Regions from separate parts of the Mus musculus genome. Here regions 2, 3 and 4 are each linked to region 1. Evidence: chromatin contacts called from public HiChIP or PLAC-seq and Micro-C data. All regions are on one chromosome and are shown on one strand. The core of a region is the stretch at or near the end of the contact, and the rest is flanking DNA. Distances in the headings are between cores, read along the strand shown. Region 1 has its middle 35 kb from the start of 4930567H12Rik. Region 2 overlaps Sipa1l2 (signal-induced proliferation-associated 1 like 2). Region 3 overlaps Pcnx2 (pecanex homolog 2). Region 4 overlaps Pcnx2 (pecanex homolog 2).

Evidence for each region. Hi-C and Micro-C count contacts between places; a contact is called where the count stands out from the background. HiChIP or PLAC-seq counts read pairs in DNA pulled down with a chosen protein or histone mark.
Region 2: a contact with region 1 is called in a FOXA1 HiChIP or PLAC-seq map of pancreatic cancer cells. The contact joins two enhancer-like sites. A contact is called at or near these places in 3 of 115 datasets of contacts at active chromatin or transcription factors (bone marrow-derived macrophages, embryonic stem cells and pancreatic cancer cells) and 1 of 9 other capture datasets (embryonic stem cells).
Region 3: a contact with region 1 is called in a Micro-C map of palatal mesenchyme, with 2.2 times the contacts expected there. The contact joins two enhancer-like sites. A contact is called at or near these places in 1 of 484 Hi-C or Micro-C datasets (palatal mesenchyme) and 2 of 115 datasets of contacts at active chromatin or transcription factors (double positive thymocytes and embryonic stem cells).
Region 4: a contact with region 1 is called in an H3K27ac HiChIP or PLAC-seq map of trophoblast stem cells, with 2.8 times the contacts expected there. The contact joins two enhancer-like sites. A contact is called at or near these places in 1 of 15 datasets of contacts at CTCF or cohesin (pro-B cells), 3 of 484 Hi-C or Micro-C datasets (the HL-1 cell line, embryonic stem cells and nephron progenitors), 4 of 115 datasets of contacts at active chromatin or transcription factors (the NIH/3T3 cell line, embryonic fibroblasts, oligodendrocyte precursor cells and 1 more) and 1 of 9 other capture datasets (embryonic stem cells).

Annotation. Positions count from the first base shown.
Region 1 is chr8:125,616,913-125,621,964 of GRCm38.p6, forward strand. No RefSeq gene overlaps it. Among named protein-coding and RNA genes, the nearest start is that of 4930567H12Rik, 35 kb to the left of the region's middle. Within about 2 kb of position 2,784, at least 149 of the 459 cell types and tissues checked have an H3K27ac peak or open chromatin away from gene starts, as enhancers often do. A contact at or near this core is called in bone marrow-derived macrophages, palatal mesenchyme, pancreatic cancer cells and 1 more, where this site is marked.
Region 2 is chr8:125,413,245-125,418,488 of GRCm38.p6, forward strand. Sipa1l2 (signal-induced proliferation-associated 1 like 2) reads right to left here. Exons shown (of 22, transcript NM_001357372.1): 22 at 4,824-5,244. Among named protein-coding and RNA genes, the nearest start is that of Gm30713, 30 kb to the left of the region's middle. Within about 2 kb of position 3,162, at least 52 of the 459 cell types and tissues checked have an H3K27ac peak or open chromatin away from gene starts, as enhancers often do. A contact at or near this core is called in bone marrow-derived macrophages and pancreatic cancer cells, where this site is marked.
Region 3 is chr8:125,753,280-125,758,304 of GRCm38.p6, forward strand. Pcnx2 (pecanex homolog 2) reads right to left here. Exons shown (of 34, transcript NM_175561.4): 33 at 93-541. Gm39285 (a long non-coding RNA gene) reads left to right here. Exons shown (of 2, transcript XR_003947615.1): 2 at 1-1,417. Among named protein-coding and RNA genes, the nearest start is that of Gm39285, 3.6 kb to the left of the region's middle. Within about 2 kb of position 2,977, at least 49 of the 459 cell types and tissues checked have an H3K27ac peak or open chromatin away from gene starts, as enhancers often do. A contact at or near this core is called in palatal mesenchyme, where this site is marked.
Region 4 is chr8:125,868,212-125,873,311 of GRCm38.p6, forward strand. The region is part of intron 8 of Pcnx2 (pecanex homolog 2); the gene reads right to left. Among named protein-coding and RNA genes, the nearest start is that of Gm46061, 19 kb to the left of the region's middle. Within about 2 kb of position 2,795, at least 67 of the 459 cell types and tissues checked have an H3K27ac peak or open chromatin away from gene starts, as enhancers often do. A contact at or near this core is called in trophoblast stem cells, where this site is marked.

The sequences.
Region 1 (5,052 bases), core at 1,534-4,033:
TGGGGACCTGGGAAGGAAGGGGTCGCACACTCAAACCAGTCACTGGTCCTGACATAAGCCAGGGGCAGATGCCATTGCTGGAACATGACAAGGATGCCTGCTTTCATCTGTACAATCTGCAGAGCTCACACGCACCCTTCTCTTGCTGCCCTCCTGACAGGGCTGAGGGCTTAGCCAGGCCTCTGTAGTCACCCACAAGAAGCACCCTGCTGCCCCCCACTGCGCCTCCAGAGCAGGTGGCGCCAGTTCCTGCTCCTGTGTGGATTCCATTCATTCCATCATGTCTACAAGAGGGACAGTTTGTCTACCACATCCACACAGGTCAGGGAGTGCTGATAAACTGTTGTGAGGCAAGGGGTGGGAGCTGAATTGCAATAGTGCTTTGCTGTCTACCTGCTCGGGTATGTGTTCACCTTGCTATTTATCTTCCTCACTTTGGCTCACATGTTCAAAACAGAAACTATGGCTACTGTAGAGCCTTCTTGGTTCCAGAGGAAAAGAAGCTGGTTTCCAGATCACCCCTGAGGGCTCAGTCATCAGCCACCAGCAGGGGCCACAGGCTTTAAAACCATGTCACACTGCCCACACCTGGCTGGTTACTTCCTCCTTGAGAGGAGGTTGGGGGCCTGCTCTCTGCTGCTGGCTCTCTTTTCCACAGGAACAGACTTTTAGCTTGGGGTTCCCTGCCCGGCTTATTGCTTTTAGGGAGCTGAGGTGCTGTGTGAGGCTGAGAGGCTGCACAGGGCTGTATCTGAGAGGAGGCCGGTGAAGGAAACTCGCGCCTTGGGGTTCTGTGCTGTGCTCTGGCTGCAATAAAATAACCTAACAAGAACAATGACTTAGAGAAAGTTGTGTGTGTGTGTGTGTGTGTGCTCGTCTGCTCTCATGCTGGTGCACATGCACATGTGTGCACATGTAGGTTAGAGGTTGTCCTCAGACGCCATTTCTTGGGAGCCTCCCACTTTATTTTATAGACAGGGTATCTCACCAGGACCTGGGGATCACCAATGAGACTAGACTAGCTGGCCAGTGAGCCCCAGGATCCACCTATCTGACTCCCCAGCTCTGGGGTGGCAAGGACATGCCACAGTGCTACCTTTTTGCTCGGGTTCTTGAGGCTGAATTCGGCTCTTCAAGCTCAGTAAACACTTTACCAAGTCAGCCATCTATCCCTCAGGGCCCAGGAAGGAAGGACTTCCTGAGCTTCCAGTGTCGCCAAGGGTAAGAATGGTTTTTACAAATCCCTTATGGCTATGGATCTTGTAGTTGGTCCTATGACATCAGAAAGCAGAGACCTCAGACATAAACCCTTGAACCTGGGCGAGCTGTATGCATCTAGCCATTCCCTCACTACTTCCCCCCTCAGCTAGGCCTGTGTCCTAAAGACTGCTCAGCCTTTCCAAGCAAGACCATTAACTGGGGAGCAAGTATTCAGATGTACAAGTCTGTGAGGTTTATTTTACATCTGAACCTGTCACAGATTCTCACCCATTGCTTTCCTGCAAATCCCGTTCAGAAGTCATGGATAACGTGCATCGACATTTAGAGGTCCTGGTTCCTCTCTTTACATAGTTTCTCAGTACTTCCTGTCTTAGGGGTTCTATGGCTATTGTAAACCCCACAATCAAAAGCAACTTAGGGAGGAAAGGGCTTATTTGATCTGATAGCTTGTAGTTGAGGGAAGTCAGGGCAGGAACTCAAAGCAGGAGCCTGGGGACAGGAGCTGAGGCAGAAGTCATGGAAGGGTGCTGCTTACTAGCTTGCTCCCTGAGGCATGCTCAGCCTGCTTTCTTAGCGCATCCAGAACCCAGCCCAGGCATGGCACTGCCCACAGTGAGGTGGTCCCTCTCACATCAATCCACCACAGAAAGAGGAAGGATGTGTGTAGGTCACAGTGGCATCCCACACTTTTGAAAGCGCAGGTGGTCCTCTGACTTATTCGGCTGGTTTATTGGTGGTGGTCTCTCCCTTTCCTAACTCCTTCCCACCCCGCCTCCCAACACACACACACACACACACACACACACACACACAGCGTTCTCTCCGTGCTCAGCCAAGATCCCCTGTGCCTCTGAGATCTGGGATGGTCAACGAAAGAGTTAACATCTATTAAACCAGTCGCCTTAGGAAACTGCTCTGTTTACAGAACAAATGAAACCAGAGCCAATAAATGACTTTGTCGTCCTTGTCCTTGCGTTAGTGTGGGAGCAGAAAGAGAGGCTGAGTCAGAGGCAGGACTTGCGCATGCGCGTGGCGAAGCAAGAGGTCCAGGGCCCGTCTCCCCTATTCATACTCCACCGTGTTTGTTTGTTTGTTTACTTATTTTTGAGGCAGCATCTCTCAGTGAACCTGGAGTGCCCTGATTCAGCTAGGCTGCTTGGTTTGCCAGCCTAAGGAGACTCTCTTTACTGTCTCCCTGGTAGGCAGGATCACAGGTTCCCAACAACACTGTACCTGACCTTTTCTGCAATGCTGGGGATCCAAACTCGGGTTCCCATGGTTGCGGACAAGCATTTTACTGATTGAGCTGCCTCCCCTTAATGGAGTTTTGCTCTGTCCTGCTGTGGCGTCCGAGGGTTTGTTGGGTGGAAACATTTCTCTTGCTCTGTTGAAACCTCCCAAATCGTGATTAGGCAGGTCGTCTCCGGTGTTCAGTAACAGACCTAGATCTGTCAGCCGGGCTGCCAGCCCTCATTTGTAAGCTCTCTGGAAGGAGTACACAATTGTACTCATTTTCTGTCCACTCCCGGGCCAGCTAATGGCTGCTCCTGAGTCACAGCGCATGATTCAGCATTACCTCCTCCTGGGTCTGCAGGAGGAGCTGATGTCTCCTTTTGCAAATGCGCCCCTTCTGGCCCCTGCTGAGCTCATAATCCAATGCATTGCATAAGCAGCTGTGTACAGGGAGCCCTCTTCACTTCCTGGACTCACAGAGCCACCCAGAGACTCACCGGAGTGGCAGGGGCTTCCTGTCTTCCCCTTCATAAGGTTCCCACTTAGATTTCAGCCATAGAACTGGCAAAGTCTCACCTTTCCCCGGCATTGCTGCTGCTTGCTCGCTGTGGCCTCTGTGAGGCTGAAGGCCTAGCCTTGGAGGTTGGGGTGCTGGCTGCTGAGGGCCAGTAGGAATGGCAAGTCAGGAAGGAGCACAGGTCATGGTCTCTGGGTTATGAGTACCTGGCAATCCAAAGGATGTTTCTCACAAAACAAAACACAAACAAAACAGAAATAAACAGCTCCTCAGGGTATACACAAGTCTAACCTGGCCACAGCTAAGTTACCAGGACTGTATCTGTCACAGGTAAGGGACTTTGAATAAAAACATGTCCCTAGAGATGGTCCCTTCAGCCCTGGCAACTGTCACTTGTCACGTGGACTACCACACAGTCTATCTAAAACAGGAGACAGAAATAGAAGAAGTAGGGTCAGAAGGCTAAAGCCAGGATCCAGGTCTGTGCCCAGAAGAGGCAGGTAGCAGGAGAAGGGGACACTGAAAGCCCTGTGCCCCTCGTGCTTGCAGCGTCAGAGCACACACAGCACTGAGCCAATGGAGCGCACATCACAATCCAGCAGGCAGCCAGTGATCTGTGACAGAGACTGCCTAGGAGACCAGCACTGACTTCCTGCTTCTCCTTTATGGGAGGATCTGTCTTGTGTCAGACAACTGACATATGCCCTCCAGGGTTAGCGTGTCTGTGATTGTCCATCTGGCCACAGGTTCAGTCCAGACCAGACAGGCTTGTTGGAGGTGCTTTGAACTACAGTACTATGACTCTGGCTTTCCAGGCAGAAGCCCCATTTTCTCTTCCCACAGGAGATAATGCCATAGACCTTGTGGGTGATGACTGCTACCTCGTGAGTGACCTCTGTGAACCTACACATTCTGCCGCTCACTCTGACCCCACCATTTTCTCTCCTGCTCTAGAAATAATGAAGCAAGGATGCTTTGAATGCTCAGCACTTCCCACAACACTGGCCCTTCTGAGAAACCACTTCTTGACCTTCTGCTGTCTCGTCCTCCTGTCAGCCTTCACCATCATCCGTCTCCTTCCCGGGCCTGACAGCTCCTCATTCTTAGGCTTCCGGCCTCCTGCATGTGGCCGTACTTCCTGCTCTCCCAGCATCCCCATCAGTCGTCCAGAGCCTTAAAGGGTCCTCTGGACTTCAGTAGTCTTTAGAAGTGCTACCAAGTTCTCCTCCAGTTTGGAAGCATGCCCGACAGGCAGGATAGTACCGCAGGCTGCCTTCCGATTCACTTTCATTGTATTCATTATCTGTTACTAGCACACTTAATTCTTGATCTCCAATAGATTTGAGGTAGCTTTCAAAATGAATATAATCCTAGAGAATAGTGTTAGTGGTTGGGTTACTGGTCACTCAAGTGGAAGGGAAGCAAAAAAAAGAGAAGAGTTGGTTGCAAATTCTGACCAGACACACATAAACACACACACACATACACAGACACACACATAAACACAGACACATATACAAACAGCCACACATGCACACACAAACACACAGCCACACACACAAATACAGACACACACACACACACACACACACACACACACACACACACACAGCAAAAGAGTGCAGTTGATCAGACCCACATCAGAGCTTTGCTGCAGGGATGAATAGAAAGTAAAACTTCACAGAAATATGGACACATTGCACGTGTGTGTGCATCATCTTTTCATCTTTGACTGTGAAAGTGAAGGCCCTTCTATAGTATACCATAGGGATTGGTGGGTCTTTAGAGTGTGTGTGTGTGTGTGTGTGTGTGTGTGTGTGTGTGTGCGTGTGTGTGTGTACATGCACATGCCTTCAGAGGTCAGAGGCATTAGATCCCCTTGGAGGTGGAGTATAGGCTATTGTGAGTTGCCAAACATGGGTGCTGAGAGATACCATGCTGAAGGGCAACAAGTGCTCGGAACCCCCAAGCCATCTTGCCGGCCCCTAGGATAGCTCATCTTGATTGTAAACTGGAAGAGATTTAGAATCACCTAGGAGACACACACATCTGAGCACGCCTTTGTTTCTAGAGAGGATTAA
Region 2 (5,244 bases), core at 1,912-4,411, 200 kb before region 1:
TCATCCTACCAGATGCCGCAGAGTTAAATGTTAAAGTTTAGGGCCCAGAGCAAACGTTGCAGAACCATTCCTCCCCCTCGCTGCATCGATTCACTAATTACTAAGTTAATCACTCTTCAGAGAGGCTTCTCTTCCCTGTTGCTCTTCCTGTGGACCCAGAGCTGAGCTTCCCAGGCACCCAGGGGGCTCCTCAGTGGGATTTCCAGTTTCCTACGAGCACCATTTCCCTCCCTTCCCTGGGCTCTGCAGCTCCGTTTTCTGTATATGTGAGTCTGACCGCTCCAATACCCACACTTCCTATAAGAGGGGTCACATGATCACTGGTCTGGGCTGCTGGCTTATCTCACTTTGCATAATGTCCACATCCATATTAAAACACATGGCCATCTTTCTTTATAAGGCTGAATAATGCTCTGTTGGATGCTGTCTTACTCCCCTCACTGCTGTGACCAATGGACGGGATTATTTCAGTCAGGGGCTGTGGTCCTTCCCAGGGGGAAAGGCAGCAAGGCAGTAGCATGCCTGTGTCCTGAGGTGGCGGCTGGTCGCATGGCATCTGCAGTCAGGAAACACAGACTGAGAAAGCTGGTGCTCAGCTCTGTCTCCTTTCTCTTCAGTCTGTTCACCCCTCAGCCATGGGATGGTGTCACATTTAGGGTACATCTCCCCTTAGCCAACCCAATCTAGAGAACCCGTCACAGGCATTCCCGGACATTTGTTTCCTAGGTGCTTCTAGAGTGGTCTGTCAACTTGACAGCGCTGACCATCATGAATGTGTGTGTTTTGGTTTCCTGGGATCCATATCTGAGGGATCTCCATCTTCCAGCTACTGTGAACATGGCTACATAAATATGGAGCAACAGTTCTATGCCTCTCTTCAATCCTTTTGTTCTATGTACAGATATGGGGACTGTAGTCACCAGCTCCCCAAACACTGTTTCCTCTGAGCCCTACATACATGTAGCATGTATACAAACAAGCAGATCACACATACACACACACACACTCAATACTAATACAATAAGAATAAACTAAAACAGGATCTGGAGAGAGATGACTCGGTGTTTAAGAGCAATGGCTGCCTTTGTTTCTATACCCAGGTTAGATTCCGAGCACCCACATGACAGCTCACAATCGTCTGTAAGGCTAGCTCCAGGGGATCCAACCCCCTTTTCTGGCCTCTGAGGGTATCAGGCACCCATACAGTACACAGACATTCATGCAGGCAGAACATTTAAAAACAAAACTAAAAGCTTCTGAGAATAGCTGTGCGTGTAAAATGCGTGTGGGAACGCACAGACTTGCTATTCCCGTCCAGTGAGTGCGTTCACACGGCAGAGCTACCTTTATGAAGCTGAGATTTTAGGATATTCTGCGGGAGCGTGTCTCCTTCTATAGGTGTGTTTGTAGCCTGAATGACTTCAGATTATTGGCTGAGGCACCTCCACTCTGCATGGCCCTCCTCCTGGCTCTCAGGCTCCATGGAGGCTTCCCATACCGTTCCCTCATAGGCGGATGGAGGGATACTGATGGCCAGGATGGCAAAGTCTGACTTTTAATTACTTTTGTTCTTCAGTAAGTTGAGGACAGTGCAGGGGTCAAAGGGAGATTCACATGAGCCCGGTGGGAGGAGCTCACTGTTTCTCGTCGGCTGTTCTGGCACTGGATGCTGTGCAAGACTCAGACAGATCCAAAAAAGTCCAGCCGTTCTCGGTTGACTCTGTTATCTGCTGAGCAAAGACTTGGACAACTTCAGAAGTTGGCAAATCTGGTGTCATCGAAGGATGAGTTGGATGGGGGAGGGGCTCGTGTCCAGGAGTGAAAGTGTGTGATGTTTGGGACTAGGGGAGAGAGCTCAGCCAGGAAAATGCTTGCTGTGTGGGTAGGGGGCTCCACTGTACCCCCAGAACCCACAATAAAGTCAGGTGTGAGGAGCGGGTGTGGCAGCAGTCCCAAGATGGCGCCCGGGACTGCAGCTAAGTTTTATGACTTGCACCTGACTTCCTCATACACCTGAAAATAAGCCACGACCATCATGAGAGCTGCGCAGGTGCACCATGCTGCTGGCGGTGTAAACAAGTCCATATTTGGTGGAGACATGCCCCTGCCACCCTGATTGGCTGAAGCTGTGTGCCTGGTGAGGTGGCGTGGCCTGCCGTGAGTGGATGGGGGCTGAGAGTATATAAGCAGACCTCCCTGGGTGCCCGGGGTCCCCATAGCAGCATCGAGGCATTCCTGCAATAAAGGCTGTTGAGAAGAATCCGACCGTGTTGTGTCTTCCTTGCCGGCCGAGGTGGCCGCAACAGTCAGGGTGATGACGTGCAGATACTCCCAGGGTTGGAGTTTGCTGGCCAGCCCCCCCCCCGAGCAGTGAGAGGCTGGCCTCACAGCCCACAAGCCGGATGGCATCCGAAGCACATCAGATGAGGTTGTCCTCTGGCTGCCACACACATTACATGTTACCTACAAATGTGACATCTGAGGTGACACCTGCTGAAGTCTTGCATGTGCCTAATTTTCAGGCAGCTCAGCATCTGGCTTATTTGGAGTCTGCCAGTGAAAAGCAGGCGTGTTTCTCTGGTTTGGGTACACATCTACTACTGTTTTCTTTGCTGTGACAGTTATTTCCTGCTTTCTTTCCTCGGAGCAGGCCCCGGGCTTGTGTGCATCCCTAGAACGAGGTCCTGGTTTTTAGTTTCCACATGAAAACTTCACATGCATCGAAAGGACGGACCTAGATTCTTTCTAACGTGTAACCCACAGTCTGTGCAGGCAGCATTGCCTGGGGCCTCCCTCACCTCCATCTGGGATGCTAAGAGCGCAGGCTGACTCGGTTTCCAAGGATCCAGAGCTACTTAATGGTCTCCCGAGGCACAAACTGAATGAAGCAGAGCTGGTGTAGGATCCTTCAGAAACTTCTCACAAGTGCATTCATTTACAGTGAGGTGGCACAGTTGCCACTGGGGTCAAGAGGGACACAGAGGTTTGGCTAGATGATTCATCTCCAAGGAGATGGAGCTCTCCGTTTGACTGGAAGCACAGTCAGCTCCAAGAGGAACCTCCACAGCTTCCTTCTCCAAACCAGAGAATGAGCCGGTGCCTCCCTCCTCACTGAGGGTTGGCTCTGAGTCAGCTTCAGGAGTCTCAGGCTACTGTTTCGCAAGGGCACGTGACTTATCCAAACACTCTGCCACCATCACATGATTCTGTCTCCTAGCGCCTCTGCACAGGAGTGTTGGGATCACAGATGCCTGCCACTGCGTCCAGCAGTCTGTATGGGTTCCACAGACAGAGCTCAGGCCATCAGGTGTGAACGGCTAGTGCCGTTACCTGCTGAGCCATCTCCCTAGCCTGCATGCCTTCATGCTCACAGGCGGCCATCTCTCTAGTTGTAGGCTTTGCAGGTTAGAAGTTGTGGCGTCCATGGCCTGATGCCCTCCCTGGTGAATGACCTGTAATCAAACTGCATTTGGATGGACGGGTGGGGTCCTGGGCTGCTTCTACCTCATTGATAACCGAGCAGCTCAGCAAAACAGGCTTCTGCCGTTGCCCTTTGATGGCAACTTGTGTTTTTAATAAGCCTTCTCCGTAGTACAGGGGAAAAAAAACCCACTATGCTAATTACTTTCAACTGCCACAGACTGGGAAGGTTTTGACACACAACTGTTCACCCCACAAGGTGAGAAACAAGCACCTGCTTAATTATTCTGAAATCAAAGATATTTCCTTTATTGGCCTGATTCCAGTATCAGTTTGTAGGAGTGCGTCCTCACAGCAAGTTAACATGCGTGGTTAAGAGGTGTCGGTCACCAAGCCTGTTTAGCCCACTGCGAAGCTGTGCAGAGCTACCTGTACCCCAGGGGCAGGAAGCCATGGTTGGCTAACCTGGATACGGGGAAACATCACTTTTGAAAAGTAATGGACCACAGTCACCTTGCCTGTGTGTGAGGCATGGCTCAGGACTTGACAGATGACTCTACTCTGGTCTTAGACACATGAGGGAAGACTTAACAACCTCAAGAAGACACTGCTGTCTTGGACCACGGTGATGCGTAAAGTTGGGATGGCTCTCCAGCTGTTTTCATCTGGAGCCTTTATTTTCTCTAAGGCACGCTCACCCGACCTGCTTGGCTGCACTCTAAAGATCATACCTGCTCTAGATCAAAGACTTGGATCAGTTGTGCCCCAGGTCCTGGACAGACACATGGCTGTCATGGCTAAGCTTTCAAACATGTGGTTCCGGCTAAGTTTCTGCTACTGTTTTGTCTGTCGTACAACTGCCTTACAAACAACTCTGAATTCCTGGAGGAAACACCAACTTATAAGTTGGATGTGGTGGCACGAATCTGCAAGTCCAGGTCTCCGGTGCTGAGGCAGGAAGACTGAGCTCAGGCAAACCTGGGTTGTATACACACACACACACACACACACACACACACACACACACACACACAGTGAGCCCAGGCTTAAAACCAACTGACTAATGAGGAAGCTTGAGCAAGATTTCACCCCAAGTCGAAGTTTATCTGCTCATACAATGGGAAACACCAGAGCCTTCTGAGGACAGACACTCTCGGGGTCAAGGGGACCTGGAGCTGAGAGAGTCGTGTATGTGACACCTTCTGAGGATGGACACTCTCAGGGTCAAGGGGACCTGAAGCTGAGAGAGTCGTGTATGTGACATGTAGTAGTGAATCCCTAGCCCTCTGAACCAGCAGGAGACTAAGAGGTGGCTAGACAGTCCTGAATATGGACCAGGGTCCGAAATGAGCCCACAGGGATGACCGACATGTCACAGTCCACACAGACAGGCAACACTGCTTCTGATGTTGACTTCTTTTGAACATTTATTAAAAAAGCAAAATGTATGTTCATCTCAAATATAACAGTTAAAAATGGAGAAGCAATACAAACAACGTGTTAGCCAGCAGCATCCGGTCCTCAGCTCGCCCACCTGCTTCAGTCAGGTCCAGGTGAGCTCAGTCACTGCCTGCCTGCCTCCCGCCTTACAGCTAGCGCAGGTGAAACAAAAATCATATAAAATTAACAAGTTAGGGTTAAATAAGCTTAAATAAGAGTGTTAAATACAAGACACTTTATCAGAGGTTCTGTACAAAGATAAACAGATCTGGTGTCGGACACAGGATCCTGCTGGCACTCAGCATCGGGGGCTCTATCGGGGAGGGTAGACTGACTGACTGCAGCAGAGCAACTACAAGAAAGCAAACTACGCGCGCAGGAGTG
Region 3 (5,025 bases), core at 1,727-4,226, 140 kb after region 1:
CCTGGAAGGAGGCAAGAGCATTTGGCTGGTGTGTGGGAGCCCCGGGCCCTGGGATGCCCACCTGCCTGTCTCCCATCCCAGGTGGTCCTTACCCGAGCAGCATGGCCCGCGGCCCTCGCGGAGGGACCCATCACAATGTTGACGCTGCTGGATGACTGGGTGTCGCTGGTGTTGCCCCCCTCTGCAGCAGAGAGTCCAGATATGACGAGTGCGCTGGAGAAGCTCCTTTTCCCAAAGAGGAAGCTGAGAGTAGAACTGGTTGACGAGCCCAGGCTAGACCGAATGAGTGCCTCGGCCCGCTCTCGGACACTCAGGTGGCCCGTGGTGGTGACGGGAGGCGGCTGGGAGTGCAGAGATGCAGCTGAGGTGTGCAAGGAGAGCCGGCTGCCTGAGGGTCTCTGCGCTAGCTCATGCACAGATGTGGAAGTCTGAAGGAAGGCCTGGTGGCTCTCTAGGATGGGACCCGAGGAGCTCAGAGTAGGTGGCCTCTGGCTTATCGCTGAATGTGCCTGGACGGACTGGCTTCTGCCCTTCCTTCTGCCTGTCAGAGAGAGCAGAGCACCTGGTCAAGCCCTGAAGGAAGTACTTAATAAATATTGGGGCAGGGTCGGCCCCTTTCCATTATTAATCCACAGATTAATCTGTCAACGAAGGTAACACCCTCTTGAACCAATCCCCCCCCAAGAACCTCTCTGGACTTGATGGGCTCACCTCCTGTGTGCCACTTCCCATGACTGAGCTCACCTCCTGTGACTGCTGCACCCTGGCTTTGCATCCCAGGCCACAGCTTCAAGACATGAACTTCCTGGAAACATTTCCTATGCGAATCATCTGAGTGCTTTTAGACGTAGAATTTAATTTCAGGGGACTGCAGAAGCCAGGTAGGTATATCACCAGGCATTATTCTATCCTTTAAAATGTATTGTCTAATGACTGTGTTCAATGAAATGCCTTTTCCTAATTATGTGTGTATGTGCATCTGCGTGTATGTGTACTCGTGTGCAGTGCCCCTGGAGACTAGAAGTGTCCGTGCCCTGGGACTGTTGTGAGCTGTCTGACAAGGGACTAGAACTCTGGTCCTTTGTAAAAGCAGTAAGTCCACTTAACTACCAAGCCATCTTGTCAGACTCCAGTGGAATCTTTCTGATGTTGTGTATGACTACTGTCTGTCCAGGAAACTGATACCAAGCCAAGAGAGGGGTAAGAGCTCTGGGGTTCTGTAATACAGTGGGGTAACATCTCACAGCAGCTGGATAGAAGAGTCTAAAGGTGCCTCACGTTGAGATGACGGCTGTGGGAGGGGCTATATGTGCTAATTACCCTGGTTTGATCATTTCCCAAGGTGGATACACATCAGAGTGTCATTCTGCACTCCATAAATGTGGCCGGTCAAGAAATAAAACCTTTTTAAATCTTAGAAACGGAGCATTTTTGTCTCAGATGGCCAGGGATACCCATATCTGTGTGGTGTTGCAGACACCTGCACAACCTGTGTCCAGGAAAGCCAGGTCCACCCGGAGAGACCCAGCAGTGGTTGGAGGTGACCATTTAACCTTTGGTCACAGTGACGGTGTCTTCCTTTCCAAAGGGCATTTATTGGCGACCTGCCTGGGTTTCCTCTGGGCTGTGAAGATGGAAGTCTCAACTTGAGGTGATGTATGGGGTCCCCAGAACTGGTGCTGGCTTCTCTGGGCTGAGCTGCCCGGGGCCTCTCTGTCTTGAGCACAAGGGAACTGCCTTGGCCCTGAAGGTCCCCGTTGAGAAGCCAGTCCGATATGGCTTCTTCTAAAAGGGTGGATATTGTGAGCAAGGAGTCCAGAAAGGCCAAGCTTCTGTGATTTCTAAAGCTGATCTCTGTCTAAAGCCCTCCCCAGGTCAGTGTTCTTCACCCACACTAGGCAGGGCCTTCTGCTGATCCAAAGAGCAAGGAAAAGATGCCTACAGAGCATCAAAAGGGAGCTATACATAGTCCATGCAAGACAAAGGGCCTCCCTAGTCCTGAAGCGTCAGCTACTCTGTGTGTTTGTGTGTGTGTGTGTGTGTGTGTGTGTGTGTGTGTGTGTGTGTTATACTTGTGTGCACATTCACATGTGTGTGGTGAGGCCAGAGCTGATGCTAGGCGTCATCCTCTATTGCTCTTTGTTCCATGGTGATTGGCCACCAAGCCCCAGGGGTCCTCCTCTCTACCTGCCTCACAGTGCTGGGATTAAGGGCTGCTGTTGAGGATCTGAACTTGGACCCAGGCTCAGGCAGCATGCCTTGTACACACTGAGCCGTCTTCCTAGTTCTGCCTCACATGCTCTTTCAGCTTTTCATTGCTCTTCTTTTTTTTTTTCTCAATTTTAATTTTACAAACAACACTGAGCATCAAGAAAGCCACGTTAAAATCACCGCGCTTCCCAGACTCATTATTTTACAATTAACTTATTTTTTTTCCAACGGCCGCATTATCACATCATGAGCATTTCTAGGGAAAAACCTTCAGACCTGAATGGAAATGCAATGTGAATTACGCTCCTTGGTTCATTACGTTTGCTTTGTCTTTGATCATTTGCTGGGAGGTTGTGGCGAGAATCCTTAGTGATATAAAATAGCAGCCCTTCTCTCTGGTGTGGACTCAGGCTAGTGATGGGTTTGTATCCACTTGTAAGTAGGTCATCAGGCTCAATGCGAGGCTATCTCTCCTGTGATGTTTACTGTTTAGCGTGATGAGGTGACTCTGACTTGTGAGAAACTGTGTGAGGTTGTCACATGGAACTCCTGGCAGTGGGCACGAGTGTGAAGTGCCCAGCACTTCGGTGTGGTGGCCTAGGCTGGCCTGCTTATTGGATTCTGGCCAGGCACCAGCGCTCTCGGCTTCTGACAAAGGATCAGAACTGGAAGGAAAGACAGGAACCAAGGCAAGGAGCAAAGACAAGGCAGGGCAGTCATGGGAGGTGAGCCCATCATGGCGAGTCTCTTGTAAGACAGTTTCCTGTCAGTCAGAGGAGTGGTGAACGGTCCTGCTAGAACTGTACACTCACTACAGCTGAGCGCCTGACTCCTTCCTACCTTGCTCTTCCCAGAGGCATGTTTCTCACCCTTTTGTGGCTGCGTGCCTTTCTATCACATGACAGCTAGCACTTAGGGTCTGAAGGAGAGCTGGCTCCCCCAGGCTCGGGAGTGGCATCCAGTTGGTGGTGCTGTTTTGGGAGGCTGGAACTTTTGGGTGGTGGCAGCTCCCTGGAAGATGTGGCTCATGGGGAGCTGGGCAGACCTTGAAGTTTACTGCCCAGCCGCTTCCCTCCGAGCACAGTCTGCCGCTCTGATGATCAGATGCAGACTGAGCCTGCGTGCTCCCCACCCCCCTGAGGGACTCTCTCTCCTGAGTTAGTCGATTGGGCTTCTCTGTGAAGAGCATGAACTTGTGTGCTTCTAGAGGCGAAGGAAGAGAAACACAGCCATTAGCTCTTTCTTTGAAAGGGGAAGGAGCGTGTCTCCTCTCTGCCTTCCTTGTTCTCCCAGTCTGCTGGACACAGGCTCGGCTGCAGTGCCCAATTACCTCATCTTGCTAGGCCTGGGGGTGGGGGTGGGGATCTTGGCTATCTACCATGTTCCTGTCTCCATTCCTGCCCACAGTAGGGAGGGAGTTGCTTCAGGGGGAATGGATTGTCAGTTTTACCCACCAGAAGGATGGCCACTGTTAAGTGGGCCCCTTGCCAGCCAGGGGGCAGGGCAAGGCTATGGCAGTCAGAGGTGTAGCCAGGGGTACAGATGGGAGGCTGGGAGTGTGTGGGTGTCCTGGGGCTCAACACTGTCAGGGCTAGGACAGGATAGCAGCCAAAGGGAGACCACAGTGGGTAGGAATAGGGGCTCAGGGACTGTCCTTCCTCCTCAGAATCCCAGCTTGGCTGCTTACTAGTTGGGTACCTAAGGGTAGTAACTTGCCTTCTCTGTGCCTTGTATCTCCATCTGGGAAGGGAAGACAGAACACTCCTGAGGGTCTAGAGCCATGGAGTGTGTAAAGGACCCTCATGTGGTATCCTAAGACTGGCACTGTGCCAACAGTCTCTGTAGTACAGATCACATGGGACGCAGAGCAAGGAAGACACCACAAGCTAGGTCAGGGCTGGGAGAGCCTCAGCCTAGGACTGATTAGATTTGAGGGCTGGGAGCCCAGGCTCTGGGGTATTTTAGTTCAGAGCTGGGCTGGACTCAGAATAGTTTTAAGAAGCAATAATCAAACCATTGCCTGCTTTAGCTTTTTTGTTTTGTTTTGTTTTTCAAGACAGGATTTCTCTGAGTAGCCCTTGCTGTCCTGGAACTCACTCTGTAGTCCAGGCTGGCCTCGAACTCAGAAATCCGCCTGCCTCTGCCTCTCAAGTGCTGGGATGTGCCACCAATGCCCGGCTTTAGCTTTTCAAATATCTTGCATCAACGCAGGCCCTCTTCATCTGGTGGTAAGGGGGGAGGGGGAACTGCCATAGCCTGGGTCTTGAACTGGCTTCAGCAGCTAAGGGTACTGCTCGGCCCTGAAAAGGCAAAGCCATTCCTTCACCAAGAAGGGCCTGCCAGGGCCTCTGACACACTCGCTCTGGCCAGATGTGCCAGCAACAAGAACAAGAAAGTGCAGGTGCTCACGAGATTTTCTGGAAAATCACCCGTGTATCCTTGAGACACGTTTGTCCCATCAAATCAAAGCCTAGGGAAGCAACATGGACCTCGGGGCGACTGGGGACCATGGGCGCTGTGCTGGGCTCAGCGTGGCAGCAGCTGGTGGATGGTGGAGCTGTGTTGGCTTCTGAGCAGCTGACTGCTGTATTTGCTGTGCCATCAATCACCCACCTACCAACCTTCCTGTTATCTACTGTCCATCTCCTCTTTATGGTCCCCAATTCTCACCTTTCCTCATCTGTGTACCTATTATCTACCATCTCATATTATATCATCTCTCTCTGTGTGTATATATATACATGTGTGTGTGTGTGTGTGTGTGTGTGTGCGTATATATATATACATATATATATATATGTATATATATACACA
Region 4 (5,100 bases), core at 1,545-4,044, 250 kb after region 1:
CTTCGGTAGCCTGCAGTGCAGATTGTGTTGATAGAGGGAAGCGGTGTGTCAGCAATGTGTACTGACCTCTAACCTCTACTGCTCACTATACTCCCACGACCCTTCCCTTCTCATCTCCTGACTTCTGTGTTCATTTAGTTTCCCTCTCTCCCTCTCCCTCTCTCCCTCTCTCCATTCCTCTCTCTGTCTCTCTGTCACAAACACACACACACGAATCTTCTATTCTTGTATGACGGAATTTGTGACTAGAGATGATTCAATGAAGCCTTTCTTACAAAGAACCATGCCAGGTGCAGACCGGGTAAGAGAATGTGACAGAACCCCAAAACTCTGAACCCGTGTTTCTGATCTGGGAATGAAACTCAGACAGGATAAGAAGATATGACAGAACCCCCAAACTCCAAACCTGCATTCATGGTTTGGGGATGAAACTCAGTTCATCTGCCAGAGCAGAGTGTGCTGACCCGTTTCTTACAGTCTGGAACTCAAATAGGCCCCTCAAAGACTCATGTGTTTGGACACTCGCTCTCCACCTGGTGGCGCTGTTTTTGAGGGGCTGTGAAACCTTTGGGAGGTGGAGCCTTTGCTGGAGGAAGTGAGACCCTGGGGGTGGTGGAATGTGAAGGTTATAGTCCAGGCCTGCTCGCCATTCAGTCTGTTTCCTGGCCTACTAGAAAGTGAAGAACGCTTCTGTATTGTCTACCCTAACATGATGGACGGTGGTTCCCTCTGATACCACGAGGTGGAATCAATCCTCCCCCTGTCAACTCTCTGCTGTCAGGTTCTTGGTCACAGCCGTGAGAACGGCTCACTAGCACACTATGTTCTCCGGAATGTCTGCTCCCTTGTGAGCGCTCTCCCTGCTGATCAGCTCACCACACCTCCCACTGATGGAGTGGCCCGCCGGATTTATCAGGACAGCTTTTCACTTCGACTCTGTTTACATGGACAGCACTGAGTGACGCTGCTCTGGAACCTTGTAGTGAGATAAGATCAAAATGGGGGCTCCTTGATTGGATAGGACAGAGACTCGGAAGTTTGCTGTGTGAGAACTGCATGGAAGCCAAGAAACTAACTAGGCTACGTTTCAGGTGAGAGAGGTCAGGCTGACATACGGGCAGGAAAGGGGACCACACCACACATGGGGGAGCTAGAGGTATATGGATCTTCTACTGCTGACTGCTACAGAAGGTGCTAGAAACAGCTCTTCTAGATACACACCTGCTGATGCTTCCTGCCAAGATGTGGTACTCTAAGGAGGGACTACTTCTGGGCTCGGTTCCTGCACATTAGCAAGCATGCTTCTAATTGCAAAATACTATGTCATAAACAGGAATGGATCCAAACCAGTGCTGTACTGCTGACTGCCTCGGCTTAAAGCACATGGCTTGGCCACCTTGGTTCTATGCCCGAGAGAGAGAGAGACAGGCGTTTCCTTCCTAGGGGTGTAGGAACTAGAACGGACTGAACAGAACGTCCTGATGGAGCCTCTACGTCAGGCACAAGTAAGTAAGAGGTTCTGGTCTCGCTGTTGCGTCTTGATGAGGAACTTGGCCTGAGTCTCCCTGTTAGGTAGCAAGATGGCTGCCAGCCTTCCCATAGATAATGCCTTGGCTCCGACTGCAATGGTGAAGAAGGTCCAGCATTCATTCATCATTATCTAACAAAGACTCAAACAACAGATCAGCTTCCCTCTCAAGGAACTATTTTCACTAGATGTGGCTGGGCCCTTATCACAAGCACACACTGTCACCTCTGCTGGCTCCTGGGCAGCCTGGAGGGACAAGCCTGTGATTAGCAAGACTGTACCTCAAATGGAGCTGCTCCTCCAGGGCCTATCCTCTTCCTCTAGGCTGTGGCGGCTACAGCATTAAAGGATCATGAGACCAGTGCTCTCTGCTGCATTAATAAACATTTATTCCAGGACTGTTTATTAGGGATGTCAAGGGACGTTCCCACCTCCTCTGAAACATCTGAGGGATGGAGAGAGCCCACTCTCTGGAATGACCTTCTCAGTGACACCACCAGGTCTCCATCAGCCTGAGGCTGGGTTGGTCTCAGGTCAACTAGTTCTCCTCAGGGTCAAAGCAGAGGCTGGAGCACTCAGAGAAACATGAGGGGGGAGGTTGGTGGTGTAGGGGTGACAAGAACGAACCAGCCCCGGAAGGGAACAAAGAGGCTGAAGCTGAGCTGGGCCCTGGTGGCTCCAACCTGGAATTCCAGCATTTGGGTGACTAAGGCAGGGGGATAGCTGGAAGTCTGAGGCTAATCTGGGTTACACAGTATGAGGCTCTGTTCCAAATTGGCATCTCTGCTGGGCTGGGTGGGACAGGGCTGGGTCTGGGGTAAACGGAAAGTGGTTAGAGTCCCTGTGTTCCTAACGTTGTCCTACCCATCTGGGGAAGCTGCAAGAACAATCCAAGGCCAGTGCTGCTTTCTCCCAGTGACAGAGAAAGTATCGCCGGAAATTCCTTATCCTCACCAGATTGTAAAACAAGTGTTTTCTGCCCCCCTGGAGACCTTATCTTTTCTGCCTGTCCTTCCCAAGGCTCCCGACTCAACTGTGGGATGGGTGGGAAGGGGGTGGGGAGGGATGCCTTAGGACAGAAGTTAGTGTAACAGGCTCACTGGCTGTAGAGGACACTAAAGGACATCAGCCTGATGGGGGATGGGAGGGAGGTTTCTAACAGGGAGAGGGCTTTGATGTGGGATCAACTCCCCTTTCATAAGACAGCACAAATAAAGGGAAGCCTCTGAGAGGCTGCAGAGGGAAATCAAGTGGATGGAGAGTGCCCTCATGTGGCAGCCGGGGGTGTGTGCAGCCACAAAGCCTCAGCTTCCGCTTGGAATTTTATTCCTGGAACTCTGGGGCCTGGAGAGAAATAGCACCTCTTAACCACGTGTCTGAGTGAGACCCCGGGATGAGGACCAGTCCAGGACGAGGAGAGATCAACAAAGACTGAGAAACCACACCTCAGAGAGGGTGTGGGAGAAACCACAGGAAGGCCTGCTCCGGGACCATCCCCCCACCCCCACCCCCCTCTGTGTGATCAAAGCCGGCAAGAATTTCCAAGTCTCTAACCCTGATGCAGCAAACACTTATCTTCAAACCAACAGTGACACCGCTCTTTGCTTGAGGATAAATATCCTCAAAGAGAGCTGTCAAAAGGGCAGCTGGTGGGGTTCACTGAGGAGCCCCACATCTCCCTGTTCTGAGCACCCATCAGTCTCACCACAGCTGTCCCCACCCCTGTCTTTCCAAACTCAAGGTCTTCACTTCCTTGGAATAAAGCAAAAAAAACAAAACAAAAAAAAAAAAAACAAAAAACAAAAAACAAAAAAAAAACAAAAAACAAAAACAAAAAAACAAAAACAAAAACAAAAACAAAAAAACGGGTGATTATTTCTGGAATGTCTCTGTCTGCTTCCCATCTTCGGAAGCCAGGTGCAGCTACGGTCTGAGGAGACGGCTCAGTCGATACAGCGCTTGCCACACACACACAAGACCCTGAGTGTGAGGCCCAGAACCCACATACAAAAGTCAGGAGTGGTGTGTCAGCACTCAGGAGGCAGAGGGAGGTGGATCGGTGGCACACACTGGCCGGGAAGCCCAGCCTACTTGGTGAGGCTCAGGTCTCAAAAAAGGAAATACAAGGTGGATGGCCCATGAGAGGTGATGTGGGAGCAGTGTTAACTTCAAGGTTTGGGTCTGTCAAAGGAGAACATTTGTAGACAAATTTTCATGGGACGAAGAGCAGAAGCTCTCACTCTAGCTTAGTGGTGCATGGCAGTCAGCCCAGAAACTGGAAACAGAGGCAGGGAGAATCAAAGTTCAAGACCATCCTGGGCTGCATGTCTCAAAAACCAAACAAAACCAAGCAAAAACCAAGCAAAGGCTCAGCCGATGAAGTGCCTGCCCTGCAAGTTTGGGGACCCGGGTTCTGATCCCAGAACCCACACAGTGAAGTTTGTTGAGGTGAGCTTGTAATCCCAACACTCAGGAGACAGAGACAGGCGTGTGTTCCTGGGGCTCATCACCAGCCTGGCCTGCTAGGAGAACTCCAGGCCAATGAGAAACTCTGTCTCAAGTGAGATTTAAAGTTCCCTTCTGGCCTATATATGCACTGCACATGCACATGTGTGCATGTGTACACACACACACACACACACCACACACATGCACGCGCACACGTGTGCACACACATACACTCATGCATGGGGTGGAGAGTGAAATTTTAGTTACAAAGCCTATAAAGGAGTAGTGGATGTCTGACGTGCAGTGAGAATCATTTCAACCCTGAAGATTTGTTAGCCTTTCAGGCAACTTCTTCCATTTCCTGGGCTGATGACCTGCGTCCAGATCAGTTTTCAGGCAGATCAGCTCACTTTGGGCTCTGAACTAGTAAATCAGTCCTGTGTTCTGGTCAGTTAAACACAAAGCGGATTTACTGTCAGGCAGGATTTCCCAGCAGCCCCCGGAGATGCTGTGATTCAGGTTTCTGGGGAGAGCAGAGCAGTCAGATATCCTTCCCAGAGGCGCCTGCTTGAAGAACAGCTAGCGTGTGACTCAGGGTGCTCTGTGAGCCTCTGCGGTGGTGGTGGTGGGGGGGAGGGGGGCTGGTCTCACAGTGTTTGAGGGAGCCAGGAAGGGAAATGAACTTCCTCTCTCAGCTTCCTCCAGGAATTCCCAAAGAGACACGGAAGTTACATGGTTCACAAGTCCCCATTCAGAGCAGAGCATCTGGGACATAAAACAGTTACGTGAAGACCAGGCCTCACAATGGCTGAGAGAGTCACCTTCCAGCCAGTAATGGGATCCAGCAGTTTTACAAGCTAGTTGGAGGTACTCCCAGCCACTGAGGCCACCTTAGAGGGAAAGAGCTGTTTTTCTTCCAGTACCTTCTATGGTGTGCTCATGGAGTCCTAACCAGGCTCCCTTCCAATCTCAAAGTCAATATCTGCATTTGCTGTGGGTGGGAGGCTTCAGAACTTAACAGCCTTAAGAGCTAGAGACAGAAGTGACAGAAGTACACACGCCAAAGCTGCCTTAGGTGCCAAGGTGTTGGATCACAGGCTGCTAGGGGGACACCATGCTCTTAG